4 separate regions of the Mus musculus genome follow, and all the other regions are linked to region 1. The links are chromatin contacts, called in public HiCAR-type and promoter capture Hi-C maps. All regions are on one chromosome and are shown on one strand. The core of a region is the stretch at or near the end of the contact, and the rest is flanking DNA. Distances in the headings are between cores, read along the strand shown.

What was found. Promoter capture Hi-C pulls out the DNA fragments that hold promoters and counts their contacts. HiCAR-type assays count read pairs that join an accessible place to other places.
Region 2: a promoter capture Hi-C map of liver shows a contact between it and region 1, with 8 times the contacts expected there. The contact joins the promoter of Ipmk here to the promoter of Rhobtb1 in region 1. A contact is called at or near these places in 3 of 39 promoter capture datasets (embryonic stem cells and liver) and 1 of 115 datasets of contacts at active chromatin or transcription factors (large pre-B cells).
Region 3: a HiCAR-type map of astrocytes shows a contact between it and region 1, with 2.3 times the contacts expected there. The contact joins the promoter of Tfam here to the promoter of Rhobtb1 in region 1. A contact is called at or near these places in 1 of 39 promoter capture datasets (liver) and 2 of 115 datasets of contacts at active chromatin or transcription factors (astrocytes and large pre-B cells).
Region 4: a promoter capture Hi-C map of pre-B cells shows a contact between it and region 1, with 5 times the contacts expected there. The contact joins the promoter of 1110002J07Rik here to the promoter of Rhobtb1 in region 1. A contact is called at or near these places in 1 of 39 promoter capture datasets (pre-B cells) and 1 of 9 other capture datasets (liver).

The regions. Positions count from the first base shown.
Region 1 is chr10:69,210,669-69,216,125 of GRCm38.p6, reverse strand. Rhobtb1 (Rho-related BTB domain containing 1) reads right to left here and starts at 2,932. Exons shown (of 11, transcript NM_001252637.1): 1 at 2,751-2,932; 2 at 774-824. A930033H14Rik (RIKEN cDNA A930033H14 gene) reads left to right here and starts at 3,028. Exons shown (of 2, transcript NM_001331193.1): 1 at 3,028-3,373; 2 at 3,742-5,457. The coding sequence starts at 3,121. The coding sequence ends at 3,800.
Region 2 is chr10:71,344,455-71,349,333 of GRCm38.p6, reverse strand. It overlaps Ipmk (inositol polyphosphate multikinase), which reads right to left and starts at 1,571. Exons shown (of 6, transcript NM_027184.2): 1 at 1,244-1,571. The coding sequence starts at 1,382. It overlaps Cisd1 (CDGSH iron sulfur domain 1), which reads left to right and starts at 4,485. Exons shown (of 3, transcript NM_134007.4): 1 at 4,485-4,610. The coding sequence starts at 4,580.
Region 3 is chr10:71,236,592-71,242,165 of GRCm38.p6, reverse strand. Tfam (transcription factor A, mitochondrial) reads left to right here and starts at 4,122. Exons shown (of 7, transcript NM_009360.4): 1 at 4,122-4,326; 2 at 5,135-5,250. The coding sequence starts at 4,226.
Region 4 is chr10:66,917,275-66,922,357 of GRCm38.p6, reverse strand. 1110002J07Rik (RIKEN cDNA 1110002J07 gene) reads left to right here and starts at 1,974. Exons shown (of 5, transcript NR_138561.1): 1 at 1,974-2,188; 2 at 3,969-3,979; 3 at 4,528-4,682.

The sequences.
Region 1 (5,457 bases), core at 1,683-4,182:
TTAAATTCGCTCGGAAACTTCTTGAGAGTCAGAGACTCCACCCCACCCCCATGATATATATTTATTCTTTGACTGATCCGTGCTAGGAAGTACCTATTTACTTAGAAGAGTGGACCCTCTTCTCTAGGGACAGCTGCAGTGCCGAGTGTTCCCGGGATATCTGTAGTTACTAGATTAAATAAGTCACTCAACTTTTCTTGGCCTCTGTCTCCCTGTCAGAGATGAAGTTTTCAAACAGGAGTTTATGTTTTTAGATTAAGACAAATCTTTTAAAAAACAAAAAACCCAAAAGCTGTTGCACACCACAGTTGTTGCATATGTGTGTGTGGTGTGTATGATGTGTTTTTCCATTTATTTGACACACATATATGTAGAATAAAACCATAAATGGACAGAACCAAATCTTGACGCATGCTCACAAATGTCCACTACTAGTCTATGAAATCTCCTGAAGGCTAAGATGAAGATGAGTCAAATCTCCATTACCGACTACACTCAGATGCCCAGGACCCTCAACTGTCTACTACCATTTTGATTTTCTCCTTAGAATGACCCACAGGAAGGAGAGACGGGGCACACAAGATTCATTTTAAGGTTCTTTTCTTTGAAGAGAAAATAGACTGATTTCAACAAACAATGGATTCAAACCATATAAAACAGCAAAACCCGATTCTTTCGAGACAAAACGACTAAGAAACCTGCTCTAGAACATATCTCAGCATCAGAGGCTACAATACTCATCTGTGCTTGTGGGCATGCGCAGAGCTACTGACCTCGCTCCCGGGAAGTGAAGAACAGGAGTTCCTGCGCACAGCTGGTCTTACCTAGAGAATAGAGAGAAATACTGTTAAAATCCCTCTGCCTGCCACCAGCCCACAGGAACTCTTTTTTTTTCTCTAACATACTTTGTATCTTTCTCCACAGGCGAGGATGGGCAGAGTCTGACTAACTTTGGTTTATGCTCTGTGTACACTGGTATTTCTTTGGGTCAAGTATCTCCTGAAATAGCTATGTTAGCATTTTATAGCATTCGAAGAAGTATATTTCTGAGCATTTGGGGATGATACAGAAAAAGCACTTAGCCACAAATGGATGGTAAGCACAGTGAAAACTCACTGGTTTTCTCAAATAGACAAGGGAGTGGGAGATTTTCTTAAAAAAAATTGTCATTTTAAAACACCATCTTAACCCCAACACAATGAATTCTGGTTTCTTCTGTTATTATTATTATTATTAATTATTTTCTTTTTCTGTAGAAGTAATAAGTCGGTAACATCAACCAGGCTACTTGTGTGCATCCTTGTGAGCATACATAACCCTGTACCTTGGGATGCCCGTGACCTTCACAACTTTGGAACATAGAGACTGTTGATAGAGATGGGCTAAAGCCTCCCACCATGGGAAGGAATGGATCAAACCCAGACCCCCATTGATTTTCAAATATGATCCAGGAGTCTCATCAAGAATCTTGTTTAATATGATAATTGACTGCTTGCTTCCCCTGTGGGGACAACACTCAGATGTTACTGACAGTCCAAAGATTGAGTTTGTCTAATGGGAACCACTGGTTCTCATAGGCGTCCCAAAGATCACTGAAGATGAAATAATACACTGAGTCTCAAAAGAGTGTTTAAAAGTGAACTTATGAGCCTGTTGGTGGCTTATTATCTGCCCTTGGCCAAGCTGAATGCCTCTGGAAGCATGGCATGGTTTGGAGTCTCTTGTATGTTTTTATGGCAGGTAGCACAACCTACAGAGAACCTCATGCTGAAACCCCAGGCTGAGTATTCAGTAGTTTCCCCAAAAGCACAGACCAGGGAGATTCAGTCAGGATGTCTCCTCTGCTTGCTACTATCTAGCGTTTCCCAGCTTTCTGTAACTTATCAAGCTTAATGCATGCCTCCACCCCCAATGCCCCAGCATATGTGTACAGGCAGTCCCAAAGGCGCAGCTCTTGTGCTGACGTGCAAAGCCAACTCAGAACCCTGTGCTTGGCTCTCCCTCCTAACTTTTCTGGCTTGTCTGAGTCTAAATATTGACTTTGCTCCTCCGTTGAGTAGTTTGATATGGGATGGAAACCCCACGGCCAACAGTGGAATCAAATGTTATATATACATTTTTTACACAGTCTTGCCTTCCTTCCACTTTTTTGGGGGTGGGTGTGAGTGTGGATCTCTTCTGTGTCTCTCCCCCTACCCCCTGGCTGTGAACCTAGCTGAACACTTAAGTTGAGGTGTGTGCAAGCCCCTCACAAGGCAGCGTGTATTGTTGGCACAGCAACTCACAACAGACTCCCTAGACACAGGGCTAGGGGGGAGGGGAGGGAGAGGGGCGTCATCGTGCATCCAAAGACACTGCTTGGGGCAGGGCAAACACCCAAGGGCTCAGAGCACCCTGCTTCTCGCGTCCCAAGTTCCCCACCAGAGTCCTTCGAGGAAAAGGCGCCTTTCCCCGGGGGCGCGGCAGCACCCGGCCCTGGTGCAACCGGACTGCTAAGGTGCCTGTTGTACGTGTTGTCTGCCGCTACAAGTTAGGGGTGCGGCCGGGGCGGGTGCTCTTCCACATCTCTTCAGCTCACTCCTCTGGGAGGGGACTGTCCCCCCGCATCCCTTCAGCTCACTCTCGCAAACGTTGCTGGGGGAGGGTGGGAACATGGGCCGGGGTCCCCACCTGCCACCCGCGAGGCAATCGGGAGCTGGTGAGGGTGCTCCGCTGCTCACTGGGACACTCAGCACGACACAGCCACCTACCCTGCAGCCGAGCGAGACCTGGCTCCCTCCGCCGCTCAGCAGCGGCCCCCGCCGCGCGCGCTCGCGGGGACGCCGGGACCCTGCGCACCGCGCGCCACCCGCCCGGCGTGGCACAAAGGCAGCATGGCCCAGCCGCACCCGGCCGCGTCCGCGTCCCGGCGCAGGCCACGGGACTCGTCCCCAGGTCGCTGTCGCCGCCAGCCCTGCCCTCCTCCCGCCCCCTTTCCTGGCCAGGCGGGGCACCGGGCGGAACCCTGCGCCCGGGCACGGAGCGAGCAAAGCGGTGGCGGCCTCCGATCGCTCTCTCTCTCTCCACCGTGACGTGAGCAGCCTTGGCGGCTATTTATAACCACACGATTGGATTTCATTCATGAAACCAGGGCCTGGTGTGTCTGAGCTGTGGGACGCGAGGTGGCGAAGGTGCTGCGGCTGCACGCACACCGGAGGGGCCTGGGCTCCAGGGCCGGGATCAGCGTGCGTCCCGCTACCCCGGGGACCCGGCCTTAAGCCAAGCGGAGATCAGAGCAGGGCAGGGTGTGTGCGAGCTGTCCCCGCGCCCCCTCCCCGCAGCATCCCACCCACTCCCGAACATCCGCTGGCCCTCAGTCCTGGGCTCAGGAAAAGTAAGTTGGGCCACTAACCGGCTGGGCAGCATAGCTTTCTTCCCCCTAGGAACTGACCGGCCGCGGACTCCGAGGGAGGACATTGGCTTTTGTTTCAAAACCGAGCCCAGCTGCTGACTAAGCGCTGCGCTGGCCCAGCCTCCTCCCCTGGGCGCTGCACGTGCGGGCTGGCTCTCCCCCTCCTGGTCACCTTCCCCTGCACCGGGCTCAAGGGGTCCCGGCAGGGGGCGGGGGGGGGGGACGCCCAGCTTTTCCCCCCACCCGGTCCTCCCCACCCCCACCTCCCACCCCGAAATCAGCTGTTTTAGAGAGGCTGGGGGGCGGGGGGGGGGAGCTGAAACTGATTTCGGCCTCTTCTGGGTCTGCAGGAAATCTTGGAAGGGAAAACCAGTTTCGGGGACACTGTGGACTTTCAAGCCGATTGTGAGTTCTGGGGGCAGAGTTCTGGTTACTTTTCACGGATCCGCAGAAGAACTGCCTAGGTGCCTAGGGGTGTCTGGCATCACGCGATGCTCTAAGGAGGTGACAGGGAACTGCAACTAACTTGGCTCCTGTCCGCAGGGAACTTTCAGTCCGCCTTCTCAACTGCCTGTTAGACTGGGCTGTGTAATCCGCTCACTCTAGTCCTGCAACGAGACGAGACAGCTGGCGGATTAGGATGTGAATGCCTTCAACTAGGGATGTGCTACGTTTATAAAACCCTTCTAAAGGCTGACATGGAGCACACAAAAAATGGCCACGCTACATCCTTGGCCTCCATCAGTTCTTAGCTAAGGCCTTGCCAGCATCTCGAAAGGGTGGGAAAGATAGATAGCCGTATTTTACTGTGAGGACGGTTACTTAGGGCTATCCTTCAACTTCCCTTAAAAAAATGAATAGCAAACAAAACCCTCTCTCACAGTAACGCCTCCGTCCCTCCTTTTCAGGAAACCACATTTGGTTTTCTTAGATGGACTTCTCTTCCTCCCCAGGATCTCTGGTTTCCAGTCTCTTTGGCAATTTCCTGCCCCTCCCTTAGATCCTCCCATAGCTGGTCTCCAACTCTCGCTATGTTGCCAAGGCTGGCCTTGAACTCCTGCAACCTCGGCCTTGCAGGTTTGTACCACCAACAGGCTAAGCAAACGAAATGTTTTTAAATAAGAAAATGTTGTGCAGGCAACCTGCGGTATTTAAGCAATCCTTAATGTACTGTTGTGGTTGGAGATGGGGTCATCAAGGCCATAACCTTTTGATGCTAGCAAGAGAAGGAAGGAAGAAGTCAAATTCCCGTGTCTGAGGAGTTCAAGGTGGATCGTGACTGAATATGGTCATTTGCTTGGCAAGGGGTAGACTCCCCTCAGCCTGCTTTAAAAGGACACCATGTTGAAAGACTCAATCAATAGATACTCTCTCCAGGAATATATTAGGGAAAGTTAATTAACCCCGTTGTTGCTAACTAGCTACTTCTCGGCAAGTCAGTTCTTTTCAAACTACCTTGGGGCACCGAGGAATAGAACAGTAACTAAGAAATGGGAACTTAGAAACTAAGAAATATGTATTGTGGCCCCAAGTGCAGCGGGGAATGGCTTTCCTCTCTTTTTTTTCCTTAAGATTATTATACCACCACAACTGATGAGGCAGGCCATTGGAACCATTTTACAGATGGGGTAACTGAGGCAAGGGCAATTTGCATTTTTTCAGTATTGTTAGTGGTTGACTTTTGTGCCCCAGGGTCATCGAGGGCTGGCTTTATTTTATCACTAACCTTTGTTGTAACATCCGGTCCCCTTCAGGTGTCTTTCACTTCCTCAGTCACACATTCAAAAGATGAACCTGCCATAACTTTCGAAAAATGCCAGGCATAATGGCATGCCCCTGTGGTTCCCCCACACTGCCAGAGGTAGAGACAGCAGGATGCCTGGGGCTCACTGGTTCTAAAGCCTCTCTGATTCAGTGGCCCCTAGTTCCTGTGGGGGAGGGGGGAAGGGACAGATCCTAAGGAACAACCCCAAGGTTGACCTCTGAACTCCACAAGTACGTGCACAGGCGAGTGCCACCCTTTACCACCCCTCCCCCCACATGGCAGCATATGCACACACCTGCAC
Region 2 (4,879 bases), core at 322-2,821, 2.1 Mb before region 1:
TATCCAAAGTTCAAGGCCTGCCTAGGCTATAGTGAGTTCCAAGTGGTACTTAGGGAGCCCTGTCTTTAAAGAAAAAGAGGAAGTCCTCGGGAATGTAGGTCAGTGGTAATGCTCTTACCTAAAGTCTTAGACTCAATCCTCTATACCACTGAAGAGAGAAAAGAAAGAAATTTATTGCCTTACCAGCCTAAACCTGAAACGCTTTATCAGCAAAACACATACCCACATACCGTCTCTAACGGTTGTTCCGGGTCAGATATCCACAAGAGTCCCAAGTTCACCCTACACTTCATATGACTACCGTGCCCAAACGCTGTGAGTATCGGACTGAATTACAGTCTCTGCCCTGGAGTGGACCCTGCGCTGTTTCTACAAATCTTGAATTCACAAAGCACATAACAAATGCCAGGGAACAGTCTATAAAGATGAATAAGGAAAGAATGCATATTTTATATGTGTACTGTTCTCGGGAACAGCCAGTGTGAAGCCTACCCAGGAGGCAAGGATCTGCACCGCCGAACCACGCCTCCCAGCGCAATCAAAGACACTGGAGAATCCTTCTCAAGGGACAGGGAGTGATCCTGGATGAGCCAAGGCAAGTTTAAAAACATATAGCAGTTTGCTTTTGATTCCCCTCCTGCGACGGGTTAGCATCAAGCATCTGGGTCCCTCTAACAATTACTATTCCTGGTAATAAACAGAGCTTGAGCTCCAGAGAGAATTTACTTCCCGGTCCAGAAAAGAAAACCAAGTTCCTTATTTTTACTAACGCCTTCTCCAATCATCACTCGCCTTCCCTGGAGCGAAGGGGCACGCCTCTCCGCGCCACTAGGAGCCTGTGGCTGCTCCTGGGGGCGCCCGGCTTCCTACCCCCGGGGACAGGGGACACTCGGGACAACGGGAGCCGGTGACTCTAGGCTGCGGGACGCCTGGGGCCGGGGACTGCCGTGTGGGGACCAGAAGAGTCGTAGACAGCTGTGACCGGGATGGGAGGCCAGGGAACGCCAGGGTGGGGACAGAAGAGCTGGGGACAGCTAAGACAGTGACCCGGAGGCCTGAGAATGCCGGGGTGGGGAGAGTGGGGACCAGTGACTGTAGGGGTGGCGACGGCTAAACCCACAACACCACCGAGGCTGGGGACAGCGGAGGCCGGGGACTGCCAGAGCAAGGCACGGCGGAGGCCGGGGACTGCCGGGACAGAGCACAGAGAGGACTGGGGTAGGGGACCCGAGGCCGCACTCACCCACTTTGTCCTTGCCGTACATGTGGCCAGCCACCTGATGCGACAGCGGCACGCAGCCTCCGAGCAGGCGCGGCACCGGCGGGCTGTCTCCGGTGCTTCCCGGCGGCCGCAGGCGCAGCGCTGGGGGCTCGGCGGCCATCGGGGCGGCGACACTCGGCGTCAGGCGTCAGGGAGGACCGGGGCGGCATCGCCCGCGCAGGCCCAGCGCGCGGACCCATGCCGAGACCGCGCTGCCCGCTCCGCGGCCCGCACTCTGAACCCCGGCCGCCCGCGCCCGGGATAAGGGCGCCGCGGCCCCGCCTCTGCCCGCCCCCTGTGCGCTCCGGCCGGGCGAGCTCCACTCTGAGCATGCGCAACAGCTACTCGCCAGGATCCCGCCCAGCGGTGCCGAGCATGCCCAGAGGCTACCCTACTGGATCGGGGCCAGCTCCACACTGATCATGCGCAGAAGCTACCGGACCAGACCTGCTCACCCCTTCCACGGAACACGTCCAGAAGGTAGACCAGCGCCAAACTGAGCGGGTCTAGAGTCCCAGCCCGCTGCCGACCTGCACTGAGCATGCTCAGAGGCCGCAGGATGGGACTTGTCTCAAATGCCCCTGCTTGCATCATTACCAGCAAGCACTTCAGGGAGCGAACTGGCGTCCGGAGTCCCTATGTGAAAAACTCATTAGACCTAGGAGACCCGCAGCAGAGCAACCCAGAGAGGTGACTGGTTAGGGGCAGACCTCCCACAACGCCCTGCCCTTTCAGATCAAAGAGACAGAAGCATCCTGACTGAAGATGTCTCTTCTCACACCTTCCAGTTGGCACCCTGCCCGACCACTACCTCAGAGTACTCATGACAAGTTTATGTGTTAGACATTGACAGTCATCTTAATTCATTTTTTTTTTTCTTAAGCTTGTTAATTGTGCTCAGGGAAGCCAAACGAGTGGGGTTTCTTGGAACTGGAGTAACGGGCATTATGGGCACACCGATGAGGACGCAGGGAATCAAACTTAGGTCCTATGCAAAAGATATATTGCTTTTAATCTCCTTTAAAAAAATTTTTTAATAATGCTTTTTTTAAAGATTTATTTATTTATTTATTGTCTGTGAGTACTCAGTACACTGCCACTGTCTTCAGACACCAGAAGAGGGCATCGGATCCCTTTACAGATAGCTGTGAGCATTATGTGGTTGCTGGGAATTAAACTCATGACCTCCGGAAGAGCAGGCAGTGTGCTCCTAACTGCTGAGCCATCTCTTCAGCCCCAAGGCTGAATCTCTTAAGTGCCAAACTCTGGTGGAAACAGAGTAACACAGTTCCTGCTGCTGGTACAGGGCCCTGGTGTGAGCCTCCAGATGTTGCTGAGCCCTTCGTGGAAAGTGTCCAGTGTCTTCTGTGGGCATAAGGCTTGTTTGTGTAATAAATAATGTACATGTTTTCACATCCCTTCAGGGAATGTCCTCTCTCTTAAGGATAATGACTCCATGATAATCTAAGACAGCATGAGTATTACAGGAGGCAAAGGTGTGGCTAATGTTTCAGCAAAATGGTAAACCCAGGACCTTCAGGATGCAATATGAATTATGAGGGGCTTCAGGACTCTAAAGGAGCAAAGACAACTGCACTAATGAGCCAGCTTGTCAGAAAGATACAAAGACAGGCAGATTCCTGAGTTCAAGTTCAGCCTGGGGCACAGCAAATCCAAGCTCAGGTAGAAATGGTCTTTTCAGGAGATCCACCCAGCTAGCTGATCCCACCCAGCTAGCTTAGCAACCGTGTGTAACACAGCAGGCAGATCTCGGAATTCTTTTGCAATGTTAAAAGAAAACATGTGCTTGCTGTTTTCCTAAGAATCAAAGGGGTGGGGTCAGGGGATGCTGATTCATAGGATAATCAAAAGAGAACCTGGAATAAATAATTGAATTGAGGTGTAAATTTAAAAAGAAAAATGAAAAAAAAAAAAAAAACAAACCAGGACTTTTGAGCTAGCAGACAGCAATAACAGTTCTTTAGAATTTCCTCTAAGCGGGGCGTGGTGGCGCACGCCTTTAATCCCAGCACTTGGGAGGCAGAGGCAGGCGGATTTCTGAGTTCGAGGCCAGCCTGGTCTACAAAGTGAGTGCCAGGACAGCCAGGGCTATACAGAGAAACCCTGTCTCAAAAAACCAAAAGAAAAAAAAAAAATAGAATTTCCTCTAAGGAGAGCAGAGCTGTATGGAGATCTCTGGAGATCGAAAACAGCTCTTCAAGAATATTTTCTTGAGAGAATTTCCGACTTGGTTTGAAGATCCAATAATTTTTTGTAGCAGTTTTTCCTGATAGCTTCTAGTTTTACTAGCAGAGAAAGCTATCTCAATCAGAATTTGTAAAATAGCAAGAAAATCTGTCTACATCAGAGCAGAACACAGAGAGAAAAAGAGAGAGAGACAGACTGAAGGAGGGAAAGAGGGCGGGCAATTTGGAAAGCCATCTTAGCAGAACCAAGGCCGCCAGCTTGGACCCAAGTCGTTTGTTTTCGCCGCTCCCAGGCACCCCTTCTCTCAGAACCCCTCTCCATGCAGAAGCTGGTCCTAGGCATCTAAGCCACTGCAGCCTTCTAAATCGTTTTTCTAAGTGGACAGTCTACTTATGTTTATTTATTCATGGCAATGCTGGGAATTGAAGGCAGAGTGTTGTGCATGTTGGGCAAACACCATACCGTTGTGAAAGCAGAGAGCCGCTGAGCTGCTTCACCAGCCGAAGCAAGTTGTTTTTGTTTTTGTCTTTCTGGGACTTTCTGGATGCATGAGTGGCAGGGTCAGAGGCTGAAGGGATGGAGGCCCAATGTGGCTAGAGGAAGCTCTAGACACAGCTCCATCGATGCCCGTGTGCCTGCACTGGCATCCTAAGGCAAAATCTGTCTTTGCGGGACCCACAGTGGAGCTGGTCAGATTTGCAGGACCCACAGCTGAGCTGGCCACACCTTGTGTAACTTATTACCAAAAGTCAAAGGATCGGCAGGCCATCGGCCGACAGTCCTGCAGGTACTTGTCCTGAGTCACCTGAAACGCTCTCAACTGGACCGACGGTAAAACCCGGCCTGGATAGGCTCGCCCGGGCGGCGCAGACGCAGTCACCGCCTTGGCGCCTAAGGCTATCCCGCGGTTGTCAAATCCTCACCCGTCTGCCGGGTTGGACCAGCTGCGCATGCGCGACTCTACCGGCGCGCCGGCACACGCGCTCCCAGCTTGCCGCGGCGCCTGCGCAGTGGCAGTGAGTGGGCCCCGAGGTCGCGTCTTGCCCAAGTCTCCGCGGTCCCCAGCGCTCGCTCGCGCGGTCCTGCCACGGCCTTCCTGCTGCCCGCGCCATGGGCCTCAGCTCCAACTCCGCTGTGCGAGGTGAGCCGCCCGCGGCCGGTCCCCGCCACCCTTATCCGGACTGTCACCTTGACCAGCACAAGGGCAGGCGCAGGCCTGCGGAGCGCTCGGGGGATGCTGGTGCGGGCCGGCATCCCGGCCCTGGACCACTTCCCGGGCCAGCCACGCTGTGAGCAACCAAGATAGCGGGGCGCAGTCCACCCCAAAACGCTCCTGCGCTTCCTGAGACCCTGACACCGGGGACTGGTCACGTCGTAGGTGTTTTGCTTTTGCTGGCTTTGTAATTCTAG
Region 3 (5,574 bases), core at 2,873-5,372, 2.0 Mb before region 1:
CTGAAGGTCAGAAGCTTGGGTCATTGTCTATGTGACTTCTAGCCATGCTTCTCTTGTGGGTGCTGTGGGGGGCGGTAACTTAGGCAGGAGCCAGAGTTCCAGGAGCATGAGGGAACACCTACCATGTCATGAAGGTGAATTATTACCTTTTGGGGTTCAGACCTCAGCTCACCTGGAGAGCATCCTGTCTGTGCAGAGTCCCATTCCCCACAGTGCTTACTGAGCCATCTCCATAACTCCATGGACTCACTTTCTGGTCCTTCTTTTCTATTTCTACAAAGACAGATCTCTAATTTAATGAGGTACCTAAAGGCCTGGAGGCTTAGCCAATAAACTCCCCTTCCGAGACAATCCTCCCTGCAAAAGGTATTTAACCTCAGGCCCGCCCTGAGAAACTGAGTGCATTTTTTACCACTTGGGAATAAGTGATTTTCCAGGATGTTTCTGGCTATAACATCAATGAGGATGTATACTGGAAGGTAGATCCACCCGACCTCAGCAGCATCCATCCATCCTCCTCCTCATCTGTCCCTCCTCAGCAGCATCCACCCCTCATTATCATCATCATCCATCCATTCTCCTTAGCAGCATCCAACCCTCCTCAGCAGCACCCATCCCTCCTCAGCAGCATCCATCTCTCCTCAGTATCATCCATCCCTCCTCAGCAGCACCCATCCCTCCTCAGCAGCATCCATCTCTCCTCAGCAGCACCCATTCCTCATCATCATCCATCCCTCCTCAGCAGCATCCATCCACATCATCATCATCCATCCATCTTCCTTAGCATCATCCATCTCCTCAGTATCATCCATCCCTCCTCAGTATCATCCATCCCTCCTCAGCAGCACCCATCCCTCATCATCATCCATCCATCCCTCATCATCATCCATCCATCACTCCTCAGCAGCATCCATCTCTCCTCAGCAGCACCCATCCCTCATCATCATCCATCCATCCCTCCTCAGCAGCATCCATCCCTCCTCAGCAGCATCCATCACTCCTCAGCAGCATCCATCTCTCCTCAGTATCATCCATCCCTCCTCAGCAGCATCCATCTCTCCTCAGCAGCACCATCCCTCATCATCATCCATCCATCCCTCCTCAGCAGCATCCATCCCTCCTCAGCAGCATCCATCCCTCCTCAGCAGCATCCATCACTCCTCAGCAGCACCCATCTCTCCTCAGTATCATCCATCCCTCTTCAGCATCATCCATCCCTCCTCAGCAGCATCCATCTCTCCTCAGCAGCACCCATCCCTCATCATCATCCACCCATCCCTCCTCAGCAGCATCCATCCCTCCTCAGCAGCACCCATTCCTCCTCAGCAGCACCCATTCCTCATCATCATCCATCCATCCTCCTCAGCAGCATCCATCCCTCCTCAGCAGCACCCATTCCTCATCATCATCCATCTATCCTCCTCAGCAGCATCCATCCCTCCTCAGCAGCATCCATCCCTCCTCAGCAGCATCCATCCCTCCTCAGCTGCATCCATCCCTCCTCAGCAGCATCCATCCCTCCTCAGTTGCATCCATCCCTCCTCAGCTGCATCTATCCCTCCTCAGCAGCACCCATCCCTCCTCAGCAGCATTCCTCCTCAGCTGCATCTATCCCTCCTCAGCAGCATCCATCCCTCCTCAGCAGCATTCCTCCTCAGCAGTGGGTTATCGAGTGGCGTATCAATAAGGAGATTCTACAATGAACAGGAATTTATTGACTTGGATGAGGGAAGTAGGAAACATCAATAGAGTGCAAAAACCATTACTTTTGTTCACAGAATTTTAAAACTTGGGTTTCAGTAAGACATCATGGTAGAGATGTCCTAAGGCAACGACTCTAAAAGGATTGTGATCCGTATTAAAATACAGGGACCATGCAGCATTGGCACTCAGTGGGGTCTGGAGATGAAATGAGAGATCTGGGTTACATAGAATACATAAGCCATGAGGCTATGACAGACAGAATTATGGGCATAGAGGACAGAATCTGGGGAAAGGCTGTGTTGTGCTAAGCTTTATTTATTTATTTATTTATTTATTTATTTACTTACTTATTTATTTATTTAGTAGCTGCAAATGCAGACAGTTAAAGAATGCATCTACAATAAAAACATTACAAGGATATATTCTACTTGATTTATAATGGCAAATTATTTTAGAAATCTCTCGACAGGGGGTTAAGGAGAAATTATGTCTTATGCAGACTTCCATTTTAGGAAGACGCTATAATTTCTAATTGCTCGGTGCCTGGACTTACAGGAAAATGTGTTTTTACATCTGTTTGGATACACTCCAAGGGCAAACCAAACACAAAGGATCTTGTTGCTGTTGTGACAGGAGGTTTGAAAGGACGAGCTGGAAGTCCCCTTTACCCTCAAGAGAGAATGAAATGAAACCGGAAGTGATGGTAAACTGGGCTTAGAAGGAGTGGGTTTAGAGGAGTGGGTGTGGTCCTCTGTCTCTTGAAGGAGACAATGTTTTAAAGCTGCAGAAAGGAAGTAGACTCTCAGCTCAGTGTTACACTAGTAAGATTTTGCTTTCTTTTCAGAAAAAAAAAAAAGTACAGGTAGGCAGCAGAAGAGGCTGTTGTTGTTAGGTATATTCTCACCATGCTAACTCTGGCCGACCTGGAACTTGTATATAGAGCAAACTCTCAATCACAGATCTCTACCCACTTCTTACCTCCAGAGTGATTGGAGTGAAAGCATTCACCTCTGAGCCTGATGGATGACATAGTTATTTTTAAATGTTATTTATTTATTTTACCTTTGAAACAAAGTCTCTAGCCTGACTGACCTGGAATTTACTTTGTAGGCAAGGATAACCCTGCACTTGTGGTCCTGCCTCAGCTTCCCAAGTTCTGGAACTAGAGGCTTAAGACACCATGCCTGCTCTATGTGAGGATCCTGGCTTATGGGGGGGATCTAAGCCAACGGCTTTCTGTGCATCCTGGCAGGCATCCCTACCAGTTAAGCCACATTCCCAGACCTTAAGCAACATATTTTAACAGATTGAAGCCCTTGACCATTTTTAGATCTTCCTAATCTTTTCCATGCCATTGAATTAAAAAAAAAAAAAAAACCAACCAAACAAACAAAAATTGAGTTTTTTGTAGGACACAAACTGTACACTACCTCAAGTCCATCCTGGTCCCACAATTTCAGTGGTTTGGCTGGCTAAGCTCATCTAGTCCACGTGATCTGCAAAGTGGGAAACAATATTCAGGGCTCTGGCATGCCCTGCTCAGGTATTAATATAAGAATATTTTTGCTATCGCTTCTCAGCCTTTTGGAGAAGATCAAGTGAAGAATATTCTTGCTTTGTTGCTATTATGAGGGCTAGTTGTTTGGGTTTTTGTTTTGAGGCAGGGTCTCATGTAGTTTTGAACTTGCTATGTAGCAGGGGATGAATTTGAATGCCTGCCTCCGCCTCCCAAGGGCTGGGATTACAGGCCTGCACCATCAAGCTGGGTTCAGTTTATTAATTTTTTTTTCGTGACACATTTCCTTTTGTGTACATGTTTGTGTGTGTGTGTATGTCAAAGTCAGAGGGCAACTTGTTTGAGTTGGTTCTCTCTTTTAATCATGTAGGTCTTGGGGATAGAACTCAGCTTGCCAGGCTCTGGGCCATCTTGGGAACCCTCATTCCTTTCTATTAATTGTTAAAGAGAAGATAAATAAGGCGATCCATTTCAAGACCACTCCTCCCTCTCTTCCACCCCTCCAGTAGCCTTGTGGGCTTTCCTGCGGACTCATGAAACATGCAGTTTGCTGTTGGGGCATCAGCAGTACCACGGATCTCTAACTTCAGTAGCCAGGCACTGTGACACAAGCCGCAGCACCAGCGTCACGAAGCTCAGTAGGCAGCCCAGGCCCATGGTCCAGCAACAGCACGCAGGCAGCCCAGGAGAACACATGGCAGGGGCCTGGGGGTAAGCCGCCGCTCAGCAACACCCACCTTAGACCAGGCCCACCCTCCCTAGCCTCAGGCTCCGCCCCCTCCTCGGCCCGGCCCCGCCCACTGAGCGGTGGGGGACGCACAGCACCTCCTGTCCTCCCCGCCTCCTGCCGCGGACCGGAAGTCCGGGCTTCCCACAGTACCCCGCGCGCGGCGGGCATGATAACAAGCCCCCGGAGTTCCCACGCTGGTAGTGTGGCAGTCCATAGGCACCGTATTGCGTGAGACGAACCGGACGGCGCCGGGCCATCATTCGTCGGCCCGAGCGATGGCGCTGTTCCGGGGAATGTGGAGCGTGCTAAAAGCACTGGGGCGCACGGGGGTCGAGATGTGCGCGGGCTGCGGGGGTCGCATCCCCTCGTCTATCAGGTAGGCCGCGGGCGAGGGACGCCGTTCGTTCAGGCGTCCGTCTGCCCTCGTCCCACCCTCGTCCTCCGGGCCGCCTGGGGTCTCGCGCCTTTTGGTACCCGACCCCACTTCCTGTCACCTTCTACCTTTCGGCGCCTAGGGCGCTCTCCTTCTGCCTTGGAGGCGGGCCCTGAAGTTGTGGCGCGGAACGCTCGCCCGGACGCTGCCAGGAGGTCACCCAGGATGCCACGACTTGTTTTAGCCCTGCAGGCCCCTCTTTGGTTTGGCTAGGTCACCCATGATGCTAGGACTTGCTTCACCCCTCTTTGGTTTGGCTAGGTCACCCAAACCTGCCCTGTTTGCAAGCCTCAGCCCTGCAACCTCTTTTATTTTTTTGCTTAGGGTAGGTTGTTAAAGTAAGTCGGTTATGGAGCTTATACAGCTGAAGCCCCTTGCGTTTAATTGAATTCTTAGCACAGCAGAGGGAAGGGAAATGCACTCAAAGGTTATTACGATTATATATTTTTTTGGTTGATTGGTTGACTTTTTTTTTTTTTTTAATTTAAAAGATTGGGTCTCTCTGCATAGCCCTGGCTGTCCTAGAACTCCTTTTGTAGACTAGGCTGTCATTGACTTAACAGAGATCCACCTGCTCTGCCACTAGAATGTTGGGATTAAAGGCCTGTGCCACAACTGCTGGGCTAGTTATTAGCATTTTAGGTGGAGGTGTTGGATGTACAGCACCTTGGCTGACTTTGTACTTAGAATCTGAGATCTGTGTATGACTGTTACACGTATCTGACATTCCGTTCTTTTTACTTGTGTGTAGTCTTGTCTGTATTCCGAAGTGTTTTTCCAGCATGGGTAGCTATCCAAAGAAACCTATGAGTTCATACCTTCGATTTTCCACAGAACAGCTACCCAAATTTAAAGCTAAACACCCAGGTAAGGAGTTTGGGGCTTATGATCTTCTCTGATATGATTTTTTTTTTAATTGCAATCTTTGATTTGCATTACCAGAGCATCTAGTACAGTCATTTTCTTTGGTAGTCTGTATAAGTTTTTTTTTAACTAATAGAAGTTCTTTAAATATAAATGAGAAAAATAGTTTTAAAATAAGATGTAGAGGGCAGGAGAGATGGCTCAGTGGATAAGAGCACTGACTCTTCCAGAGGTCCTGAGTTCAGTTCCCAGCAACCACATGGTGGCTCACAACCATCTGTAATGGGATCCTATGCCCTCTTCTGGTGTGTCTGGAGACGGCCACTG
Region 4 (5,083 bases), core at 725-3,224, 2.3 Mb after region 1:
TACTCTAACCTGTGTGTGCTCATGAGACACACACACACACAAATCCTTTAAAGACGGACTTGTTACAGTCTGTCAGATTTCTGGAGGCTTATACTCAAGCAGGAGAGGGACTCATACAACTGGGGCAAAAGCCAGATCTTTCAGATCATCTCACTGAGGGTCAATGGGAACGTTTACCCGGAGAAATCACTCACTGCATGGCGAGATAATCTCGGGTGTGTGGAAGAGATGGCAGGATCTTTTTTCAAAACAGATTTTCCTCTTCTTTGACCTTTTCTCGGGATGATTGTACTGTTGTTAACTTTATTACTGGAGCTTAATGTCCAAGAAAGCAGGAAACACTTCTGGAAACAGCTGTGAATGTGGCCATTCATTGATTTTTTTTTTGTCCCCATCATTAGGGCCTTCGGAGAGGGATTTCAGTTTTCAGGGCTAGGGCGCCTGTGTTCTCCTTAGAAGTACTAATGACAGGCACTTAAATTAGACCACACAGAGTTAAGGGAAATGATTCAATCCTCCATTTTCATCAGACCAGCGACTGGAGCCATCTACCTTGACCTCTCCAAGGGGTTCCAGAACAACTGTGTAATTCCCAGAAAGATAAGAGGAGGCAGGTCACTCGGTGGTTCTGAAGTCTCCCCTGTAATCCCAGGGCACACCTCAAGGCAGGAGGATGCCAAAGTACGCGGGGCAAGTTGGGTGTGAGCGGAGACGGGGGCCTTAATGGAGGGCCTGGCACTGTGACAGTGTGCAGGCCCAGTCTGGCCTGTGCGGCAGCTGCACAAGTTTTCCGGGACCGCAGCCAGCTGGTGGCTCATGGCAATGGTTTCTGGGTCCTGGCTCTGTCCCAAAACAGGCTGGAGCTCCTTAGTGTGATCCGGCCATGGCTTTGTTCTGACTCCAAGATGAAGTTTGGCTCCTGAACCAGAAAGGGGAAGGCAGGTCCATGCCCCCTTAACCCACGCTCTCCTTCCAACCAATCTGATACAGGGGACCGAGGGCGGGAGCAGAGTTAAAAGTCTAATGCTATGCAGGGTGGTTCCGCCCCCTTTGGGTCTCCTCAGCGCACCTCGACGCTAACCTTTGAACACTGAGCGCCAGCTGAGACTGAGGTCACTAAGTGCTTCAGTCTAAGGCAGAAGTCTAGAAGGTCCAGGAACACTTGGAGGTGACCCCAAACTGAGTTGCAACAATGCACGCCTTGGTTTTGCAAGACATATGATCTCCCAAATCAGGGTCTCTGAAACAGGCTACCCGGAAATCCACAGAGCTCTCAAAACAAGGTGACTCCTAATCTCCATCTCACGTTCGGTGACCATTTCCAACGGTGATGTTCCTTGACACGAAGGCTTCACTTTAAGGCATCTTTAGGACGTTTTGGTATCTGTATTGATTAGATTAGGCCATCTAAGGCAAGGCAGAAGGAGCTTGTAGACAAAGCTCCTAGACGAGACTCCAGCCTCCCGCGGCAGCTTGCTGTCCCAGCCCCTCCCATCTGGGGCTCTGAAATCGGCTTGTAAAATATAGGCTTTATTTGTAGGCTTCTCCCTCTAGTTTCAGGCTAATTCTCCTAGATTGAGAGTAACACAATAAAAGCAAGAAATTTTGTTTTGCTTGTTTGTTTGGAGTGCTTTCCTCCCCCCCCCCCCAACTCTTTTTTTGGAAACTGCAACCTCGGATCCCCACAGAGGCTGGGGGGGGGGGGGGGAGGAGTTAAGAACATCAATCAGTTTCGCAGCTGGAGGCTGAGGCTTTCCTCAGGGAAGACTTTTTACATAAAACAGATTGTACTTTGTCCTTGCCAGGGCAGACAAAGGTTTAAATTAAATATGCAGCAAGCTCCAGTTGGCTGCCTGCCACCACCCCGAGGTAGGGGGAAGGGAGACCGTGTCCCCCGCTCGCCTGACTCACTCAGTGTTTTTTTTTTTTTTTTTTTTTTCCCCTTCCCATTTCTGTTACTTCAGTGGAAGGCGCCTGCAGTCTTGGGTTGGGTTTTTCTGTAAATGCACTCTGTGAGAGATACGCAGCCTTCTGGGACCTTGGCTTCCTCTTCCATGCAAAGAGGGAGGTGACCTTTGAAGGTCTCTTCCGTATTTAACCTTTTCCGTTTTCTCTGATCTCGGTGGCAGGGATTTTCAGCAAATGCCCTAACCCTCTCTGTAGGGGGCTCACGTTCACCATTTCCAGGGTGAGTTCATCTCTGTGTAACTCGTCCTTACCTGGAGTGACTGGGTGTGTGATCTATTCTCACCATTCCTGGGGTGATCTCATCGATGTGTGATGCATCTTCACCATTCCTGGAGTAACCTCATCCATGTGAGATACATCCTTATCATTTCTGGGGTAACCTCATCTATATGTGATCTACCCTCCATTCCTGGGGTGACCTCATCTGTGTGGCACACAATGTGATTATAAAAAGACAAAGAGGTATAAGAACATGTTCTATGGGGGTGTGGTGAGGGGGGGGTGCCTCAGTGGGCCCATGCCAATGCATCCTTTCTCCCTGAAGGACCAGCCACATTCTATACTATTATATTGTATAGAATAGAATTTATTCAGGGCATGGGGAGAGGAGTTAAGTGGATAGTAGAGGCAGAGAAAGGCAGAGAGAGAGAGAGAGAGAGAGCAGAGAAGTAGAGGCCGGCCATGACCACAGGGAGAGAGGGAGAAGGGAAGGGGGAAGGGAAGAGCCCAAGAGGGCACGAGAGAAGCAAGCCGGGAAGGAGTAAGAGAGGGAGGAGGGGGCAAGCAGCCCCTTTTGTAGTGGGCCAGGCCTACCTGGCTGTTGCCAGGTAATTGTAAGATGGAATTTAGACAGAGTGCTAACCGTACACATCTTCACCATTCTGGGGATGATTTATGGATGGAAAAAAAGAGAAAGAAATGGGAGGAGCTCAGGATGTTCTTAGGTATGGTGGAGGAGAAGGTTTGTGACAGACATAAGAGAGAATACAGAATATGGACAAAAAGAGGCATCTGGGAGAGTGCAGAGTGAACATTGCCAGACTGAGCTGGACTATGTGGAGAGAGAGAGGCAGGGAAAGCAAGAAAGGAGACACTAACAAAGAGGGGTAGCCTGGGCTAAGAGATAATGTAACCGAAATGGCTGAATTGTATAGGAGCCAGAGAGGCTGGGGGAAGGGAAAACCCAGTCCAGCCTCGTGGCTGGAGAAGTTTAGGGTATGGGGTGGAGTATGCCAGCCAGGAGGACCCTGGAATGGGTAGAGACTCAGGGATGGTGGGAAAACTTGGTGGCCAGGGTCAGCTTTGATATGGTAATAGTAACCTCTGTTAGCTGTTTGTCTTGGGTTTGAGACCTAACAGTTTGATTTATATGTGATCCATCCTCACCATTCCAGGCATGACTTCCTCACCTCATCTATGTGTGATCCATCCTTGACATTCCTGGGGTGACTGGGTGTGTGAAGGTCTAACTCCACCTCCACCCCACCCCCACTCCAGACCTCTTGGACCAGCCAGCCATATTATCAGGGGACGTAATTAATGACATTTGACCTTGCATCCCAGTTGGAAAGCATTCATGCCTTACCTTCATCCTTCATCAAACAGCTCAAGCCAGTTGCTACTAGAGTTGAGGGTCCCTAGGGTGGAGTAGACATCGTTCTCTTTTTATGCTTTTAAATATTGGTAAGTGCCCTGAACTAGTCTTAGGTCAACTTGACACAAGCTAGAGTCATCTGAAAGGAGGGAATTTCTATTGAGGAAATGCCTCCATGAGATCCAGCTATAGGGGATTTCCTTAGTTAGTGATCAGTGGGGGAGGGCCCAGCCCACTGTGTTCTAACCCTGGGCTGATGGTCCTGAGTTCTATAAGAAAGCAAGGTGAGCAAGCCATGATGAGCAAGCCAGCAAGCAGCACCCCTCCATGGCCTCTGCATCAGCTCCTGCCTCTGGGTTCCTGCCCTGTTTGAGTTCCTGTCCTGACTTTCTTCGATGATGAACAGTGATGTGGAAGGTAAGACAAATAAATCCTTTCTTCCTAACTTGTTTTTTGGTCTTGGTGTTTCATTGCAAAAATAGAAACCCTAACTATAGGGCTGGAGAGATGGCTCAGCAGTTAAGAACACAGGCCACTTTCCCAAAGGTCCTGAGGTCAATTCTCAGCAATCACAGTCATCTGTAATGGGACCTGACGCCCTCTTCAGTCAGGCAGGTATACATGCAGAAAGAGCACTCATATACATAAAACTAAACAAATCTAAAAAACAAAAACCTAAACAACCCTAACTATAATGACAATAGTAGTAATAACAATAATAAAAACAAACCTTGGGGCCTAACCAAGCAGTTGATGGGATCTGAGGACGGAACTCAACTTGCAAGTTGGTTGCTGGGGGCTGGGAGAGTGTATGCAACCCTGGGATTCATCCCCAATACTGCATTTAACCTGAGTGCACAGCCTGGGTGTGGAGGAGCAGAAGTTCAAGGTTGTTTGAAGGAGAATGACTCCATAGGCTCAGAGATTTGAATGCTTGGTCACCAGGGAATGGTGCTATTTGACAGGACTAGAGGGTGTAGCCATGTTAGAGGAAGCATGTCACTGGGAGTGGCCTTTGAAGATGAGGATGTCGCTGCAAGCTCCTTCTCTAGCCCCATGTCTGCCTGCCAGCTGCCTGCCTGCTCCCACCACGATGATGATGGACTGAACCCCTGAAACTGTAAGCCAGCCCCAATTAAGTGAGTTTAATTAAGTGAGTTTAATTAAGTGAGTTTAGGCCCCAGTTATAAGAGTTGCAGCCTTCAGTGTCTTGTCACAGCAACGGAACAGCGACTAAAATGTGGAGATACAGGAGGCCTCGCCTCAAAACGTGACAACATAAAAATTCACGTTGTAAGCTGGGCGGGAAGACAGCTCCTTTAGAGGTTGTCCAGTCATTGTTTTCAATATTAAACTGTTACACTCGGAGGTCAGTTTCAGGAGAATAACTTGACCGGTGTTTAGCTTCCAAATCAAGTCATGTCCTAGAAGTTAGTGGCTCTGCTCTTTTATCAGTCAACTTATAATTTCTAGTTCCATGATAAACACTTTTTAAATCTTTTTACTTCTTACCTTCACCTC